Linked DNA regions of Hordeum vulgare: region 2 is linked to region 1. A link is a contact called in public Hi-C data. All regions are on one chromosome and are shown on one strand. Each heading gives the region's core, a stretch centred on a gene start, on an enhancer-like site or on the middle of the called end of the contact. The rest is flanking DNA. Distances are from core to core; before and after follow the strand shown.

The links. Hi-C and Micro-C count contacts between places; a contact is called where the count stands out from the background.
Region 2: a Hi-C map of leaf shows a contact between it and region 1, with 6 times the contacts expected there. The contact joins the promoter of LOC123402385 here to the promoter of LOC123401409 in region 1. A contact is called at or near these places in 2 of 6 Hi-C or Micro-C datasets (leaf and seedling).

Annotation. Positions count from the first base shown.
Region 1 is chr6H:510,023,874-510,027,487 of MorexV3_pseudomolecules_assembly, reverse strand. LOC123401409 (cation/H(+) antiporter 15-like) reads right to left here and starts at 1,312. Exons shown (of 3, transcript XM_045095195.1): 1 at 886-1,312; 2 at 1-782. The coding sequence starts at 1,137.
Region 2 is chr6H:510,237,969-510,241,280 of MorexV3_pseudomolecules_assembly, reverse strand. It overlaps LOC123402385 (GDSL esterase/lipase At5g55050-like), which reads right to left and starts at 2,000. Exons shown (of 3, transcript XM_045096299.1): 1 at 1,574-2,000; 2 at 1,337-1,467; 3 at 145-1,088. The coding sequence starts at 1,844. The coding sequence ends at 378.

The DNA of each region.
Region 1 (3,614 bases), core at 63-2,562:
AGTAGCGTCCCCACCACGTAGTCCTCCACCTTCTCCACAAGCTCCACACCGACGGGCCCGTTGGGCACGGCGAGCCCGAATACGAAGGCCCCAAAGATGACGTGTGTGCCCCCGGCGTCCGCCACGAGAGCTGCCACCATGACGCCCACAAGCACGGCGCACTCCCGATCCTCGCCGACTACCTCCCCCTCGGTGGTTGCGCGTTGCGCCAGCCGCAAGAGCGCGGGCCGGACCAGGAGGACACTCACGCCGAAGATGACAAGCCCCGACAGGAGCGTCCACACGGATGGGAGCAACCCACCGCCCTCCGCGTACAAGAGCGCCGTGGCGACGGTGAGCCCGGTCCACGCGAGAGTGTCGTTGATGAGGGCGGTGGAGAGCGTGATCTGGCCGACGTCGGTGCCGGCGAGCTTGAGCTCGGCGATGTTGCGGGCGAGCACGGAGAAGGCGGTGGAGGCGAAGGTGGACCCGAGGAAGATGGGAAAGGAGAGTCTGTTGAGGAAGTCAGCATTCTGACGGGCATCGTCGGTGCTGAGGGCGATGTAGCCGGTCGCGGCGCCGATGAGGAAAGGCAGGAGTGCTGACGCACCGGCGAACCAGAAGCTCCGGAAGCCGGCACGGGTGATGGTGGGGACCTCGATCTCGACGCCGATGGTGAAGGTGTAGTAGACGAGGCCGAGGAGGGCCATGGAGTCGAGGATGAAGATGCTGCGCGCGGGGAAGACGATGTCGGTGAAGTGCGGGAGCCGGCCCAGCACCGAGGGCCCGAGAACGAAGCCGCCCTGCAGGCAAGGCATTGGCGCATGAAAAACAGTTCAGCCGTCGTTGCCGCCATGGATGATGATGGAAGACGCATGCATGCGGTGATCATGGAGACGTACGTACGAGTATCTCCGAGATGTAGCGGGGGAGGCCGAGCGGGGAGAGGAGGAGGGTGGCGGCGCGGGTGGTGAAGGTGATGAGCAGCATCTGGAAGAGGATGAGCGGGAGGGAGAAGTCGAGAGGGTTGTCGCCGGTCCAGATGCCGCTCATGGTGATCTTGCTCGGGTAGAAGCAGGAGAGGTGCGTCCTGTTGGGCGACACCAGGTGCTCCCATAGGTCCACCAGAGGGTCGCTCACCGCCGGCTGCGTCGTCATCGATCGTTCCCGTCCTCGGCCGTTCTACCAGCTCCAACCCCGGCGACGGACGGCCCGACGGTGGCGGCGGCTTCACGATCGACGGTGACGTAGCGACCGTCCGATGCACTGCATGCCGGGGACGGAGAAGCTGCGGCGTGGAGTGATTGTTGGGCCGTAGTTTTGATTGAGCTCGTCGTTTCAGCCGGATGCATGCATCGCCATGTTGTGCATAACGACATGCCGTTGCCATCGGAAGCGGGCCGTGAGTGGTTTCCCACACCACATGCATACATGCAGCTGCAGTGTGAATCAATTTTTCGTATCAATCTCCACCGTTCTCTTTCCTTTTGAACCGTGATAGATGATCCAACTACTTGATTCACCCTGCAGAACAATCACCGGCGGATGATCCAATTTTCCTAGGGTCCTGATAATGCCCTGTGTGGTGGAAGCAATATCTAGAGGGTGTTTGTTTTCAGGGACTTATTGGTTTTGGGACTTAAAAAAGTCCCTATAAGTCACACCTAAACCAAACACAAGGGACTTATTGGGACTTATCAAATAAGACTCTCTAGTAGGAGCTTATTGGGACTTATTGTTGGTTAGGCCCGCGGAAGTCGATCCAGTGGCCGCCGCCCTGCCCCTCGTCGCTCGCACCGCCCCAATCGCCGCCGGCCGCCCGCCCCGTCGCCGCCCCGCCCCGTCGCCACCCGGCCGCCGCCCCGTCGCCGCCCGGTTCGTCCCCCCGTCGTCCCGTTTTCTGCAACATGGACTTATAAGTCCCTGTAAACAAACAGGTAGGGACTCGGGACTTATAAGTCCCTGTAAACAAACAGGTATGGACTTATGACTTATAAGTTGGGACTTAAAAAAGTCCTAGGACTTATGAAACAAACAGGGCCCTAGTATCTGCGCGCACATGTCTATAACACACAGATTACAGTCACGTCACCACATACATGCATATGTGAATCTTTTTTATTACAGTCACGTCACCACATGCATGCATATGTGAATCTTTTTGGATTTTCAGTTATTAAAATGTTTTATCTTTTAAATGAAAATTTCAATTGAAGATCCGTTTTCATCATTAAATCCACCGCGACGAGATCTTCGAAACTAGATACTTCCTCCGTTCCTAAATATAAATCTTTTTAGAGGTTTCACTAATGAACTACATACGGATGTATATAGACATATTTTAGAGTATAGATTCACTCATTTTGCTCCGCATATAGACACCTATTGAAATATCTTAAAAGACTTATATTTAGGTACGGAGGGAGTATCATATCAATATGTTTTGATGATTATTTTAGGGATAAAAGTTGCCATGCTTATTGCACATGAATTACCATGGTGTTTACACTGAAGTTGCGCAGATATTTTTTTCTTCTACCTTTAAAATTAAATTTTAACATAGTAATGATGAATTATTAAAAATTGTCATGATCCATACATTAAATTTGCCGTGGTAAATTACTAAAAAATGCCATGGTCAATTAATAAAAATTATCGTAAAAGGTAGTTGAAAATATAACGGTAGCTTTAAATCTAGAAGAAAAAATAGATAGAACATGTCATGACAACTTTAGTGTAAACACTATAACAACTACTGTGTAAACACTATGGCAACTACTGTGTAAACCTCATGCCAACTTTTGGTCAAAAAATTCCATCAAAACGTATCGACATGGGATCTAGTTTTGAAGATCTCGTTGAGACGGATCTAATGATGAAAACGGATTTTTGATTAGATTTTTTAATTAAAAGATAAAACATTTTTAAGCCAAAACTAAAAAGATTTCTACTGATGTCATCTGTTTTGACGTGGTAAAATGGATGATAATGAAGACGTTTGGGCCATGTTTTTTCGTGCCACACTTGGGGACGTTATCTTTTCCTTTTTCTAAGACTGCCAATGTCAACATGAACATCCTTGTAGAATGTTTGTTTCACTATATAAGAAAGGACATGATTAACGTCTGATCGTTCCGTCTGTAAGGAGTAAATCTGAACATCCATCCGACTATAGATGCATGTACACTTTCAGCACAAGCTTCTAATCACCTAGCATGCAAGTTTTTTTTGTTGGCCTTTAATAATTACTAGTAACCATGCACGTGCAACCGCACGTGTCGATCAAAGCATCCTATGAAATTTGTACGGGTGTTAAATTCTGTTTTCATATTGAGATTAAGTAACATTCATACAACACATGAAAAATACTAATAAATCCACACACTGTTATACGATATTGGACCAAAGTAAACATGGTTGCAATATTTAATCTTGGCACATAGTGTTGGCCTTGTTTCAAAGGAGTTGTGCCAGTCATCTTTCTGATTAGAAATATTTGGCTTCAGTCCTTCAACTTTTCATCCGTAACCATTTTTTTATAAATAATTTGCAAAAGAAAGACTGAATTAGGTTGATAAAATCAAACCCCATAGTAAAACGGAACACACAACAATAAAATGTGTCATCTAAAGATA
Region 2 (3,312 bases), core at 751-3,250, 210 kb before region 1:
GGGAGAGGACGTCTATGTAACCAGCGGTGCAAGAAATCCTTTCAGCAACGATGGGCTTAAAAGTTTTCCCCTGAACAGCCACAATAGAGGGACCCTATACCGACCTCAACAAGTCCATTGATCACATCACGCACCAACAAGAAATATAGCTTTACCTTTTTTTATTCGAGTGTGTATTTCAGGGCCGTTTGGCCATTTTTGTTTGAAGATAAATTTGCATGCATCAGGGCACCCTCTCTCTATATATGATTCTATTGCATCTCCATCGATCCACAAAAAGAATCTAAACGACGTGTAAGTACATCTTTTCTCCTTCTCTCGATCAAATCAAAGCTGACGACGGATGGAGGGCGTGCAATAATGCATAGGTCGCCGATCTAAGAAGAGACGAGCTGCTTGAAGTTGATGGGCGCGGCGAAGCCGAGCTTCACCGGTGCGGCGAAGATGGCCTTGGCGCCCTTGTTGGAGGTGGCCTGGGTGCCATGCACCTCGTCCCAGTACACATGGTCGTTGCGATTGGCGCAGTAGGTGGCGTTGGGCGAGCACCAGGTCTGCGCCCGGAGCCTCCCTCCGCCGCAGCACGCGCTGGCCACGTCCTTGAACCCGGCGGCCTCCGGGTGCTCGGTGATGAAGGTTATGAGGTTGTAGGAGCTCCCGACGGAGTATCTCATCCCGGGCAGCGCGGCGGCGAGCTTGGCCATCGCCTTGGCCAGCGCGTCGTTGAACCCCCTGGCGAGGGCGTTGGCGGCCTCGACGCACGCTGTCTCGCCGGTTGGGGAGGTGACCCGCACCGCCGGCACGCAGCCGATGGGCGGCACGTCGACGATCCCGAACCTCCGCGCTCCCAGCTGGTAGAGCGTCTGGACGTGCTTGGTGTAGTTGGTGAGCATGTCCGCGTACAAGGACGGCGCGTGGCTGGCCGTGAGGTTGTCCCGGAGGAAGGCGAACATGTCGTTGCCGCCGTCGCTGATGAGGAAGAGGGACTTGGACAGCAGCGCGTCGATGCCGCCGCTCTTCTCCGTCGACGTCATCTTTGACTTGGTGGCCGCGAAGTACTCCACCTGCTTCGTCAACGTGAGGGCGTTCCCCTGATTGATCGATCGTTCGATGCCGACGTGAATCAAAATTAGTAAAGAAATAACACAGAAAAGATGAACAAATGCGAATATGTTGTTTTCAGAAAAGGACAGATGAATACGTTGTTTTTTGCCGGGCAAAAGACAGATGGATGTGAATTTAAAACTCATAGTACGAAAGTAACTCCAACTGATTATTAGGAATTTAAAACTTCTTTGGAACAAAAAAGAGGCGCATAACCCGAGGCAGTGGCACTCACGGTGGTGTCTAGGATGCCGGATCCGCCGGAGGCGTAGTTGACTCCACGGTAGCCTCTGACGATCTGACGGCTCGTCTCCGGCGTCAGCGACAGGTACGCCGGCGGGCTCCGCTTGAAGCCCAGCAGCCTCGCTGCATTACACAGTACAGTTTCCACCATTCGCATGCTTGCATGAGCTTCACGCCATCTGACAAACAAGACGGAAATCAAGTGCATGCGGCCGGACGGGATACGTACAGATGGAGTCGGCGACGTTGAACCCGTTGCTGAACCTCCCGGTGGGCCTGGACTGCGGGAAGTCGATGCCGTAGGGGAGCTGCAGCGCGCTTTTCCCGGGGAGGTACTGGTTGTTGCCCACGTCCACCGTGGAGTCGCCGAACACGTACACCGCCGGCACCAGGTGGACCTCCCCGGCCGCGCGCCCGCTCGCCGCCGCCGGCGAGACCACCAGGCCGCCGACGGCGCAGATGACGATCGCAGCAACCAGCGCCGCCCTCGCCCCCATCATGGCGCCGGCAGCTAGCTGGTCCACTGTTTTGGGTTTGCTGATGGGAGAAGAACTGCGGTGCAAGGTAGGCAGGTAGGTGGCAGGATGCCCGCGGGAATATGTGCTTGGAATGGTAGCGGGGGCAATCAATCTACCTGTGAGTCCAAGCAAACCCCCGGCCCTCCTGCATATTTATACTCGATGAAGATGCACCATTGCAGCAGCACGCACGCACGCACGCAGGTGATGTCAAACGGTTAGGGGCCGGCCGGCCTCGGTGTGTCTTGACCGTGAAGCGATCGGTCCGTTGAACGAGTATAGATGACAGCGAGAAGATCTCACGGAGCTCTCTGTTTTTCCAACCGTTGAGTGGATGGATGTACTGGTTGATCACTTGCAATTTCGTGGCGTCCTGTGAGTGACCAATACCACTTGGTTCCTGGGTGGCGTGGCGCAACGCGTTGCATGGTGCATATGCAAGGCCATGGCTATGACTCGTTTATCAAACAACCCAACGCCTGCTTGCAGTTCTTAAAAAAATAAGGCTGTTACCACTGTGGTCAACTCTTTGGTCTGCATTAAAAAAAAACAGCGTTGTTCCTTCATAACAATGTCATGGCTGAGCACATTCCACAGTAATCTTGCAGGAATTTTATACTAGATAATATAAGTGCAAATTTCACAGGATTCTGCTCCTGAACGTATGTGCTTCAAAGGGAGACCCAAAAGCACCGCTGGACCATTTCTCTGTTTTTTTACTTCACTCCTTTTCCCATTCGCGTAAACGTGTGTGTAATAGCTCCAATCAAGTGGCCTTTCTTTTCTTGGAAAAGGTTAGATGCATCGCCCGTTCTACTCCCGTATAGCGCGAACATGAATTGGTCCTTGGTCCAGGGCTCCACGCATGCGCTATACCTAACCATACCATTGACTATTTCACTCTAATCTAATATAGTCTTAGTACGCTTGGTGTACAAATTCAACCGTACTTAAGACGATTAGTCTCAAGTCTCAACTCTTATACTACTAGCCTTTAATTATTCAGTGTCAACTCAATCATGGCCTTATAGTATTGCAGTGCACCATATATGCGTACAACGAAAGACTCAATGGAGTACTACGTAGGTGCAGCCAAACGAGTAGTATAATTTTTTTTAGAGATTGCACAAAATACTACATACACAACAAAATGAATGAATCTACACTAAAATAATGTCCATATACATCGGTATGTAGTCCACTAATGAAATCTTTAAAAAGACTTATATAGGAACGAAGGGAGTAGATCCGAAGAACTATAGGTTCATTATATACATATAGATGCCTAGGTAACACCGGAACAATGATCTATAATATTTGGCGAATTTTTATAGCTATAGGTAGAGTCAAAAAAGGTCCACCATCACGATTTTGAAAGGCAATGCCCCGGGGAATGATCTCTCGGGGAGGGGCTATGTCGTGGGTATAAGTCTGACAGTAGAAGTACGGG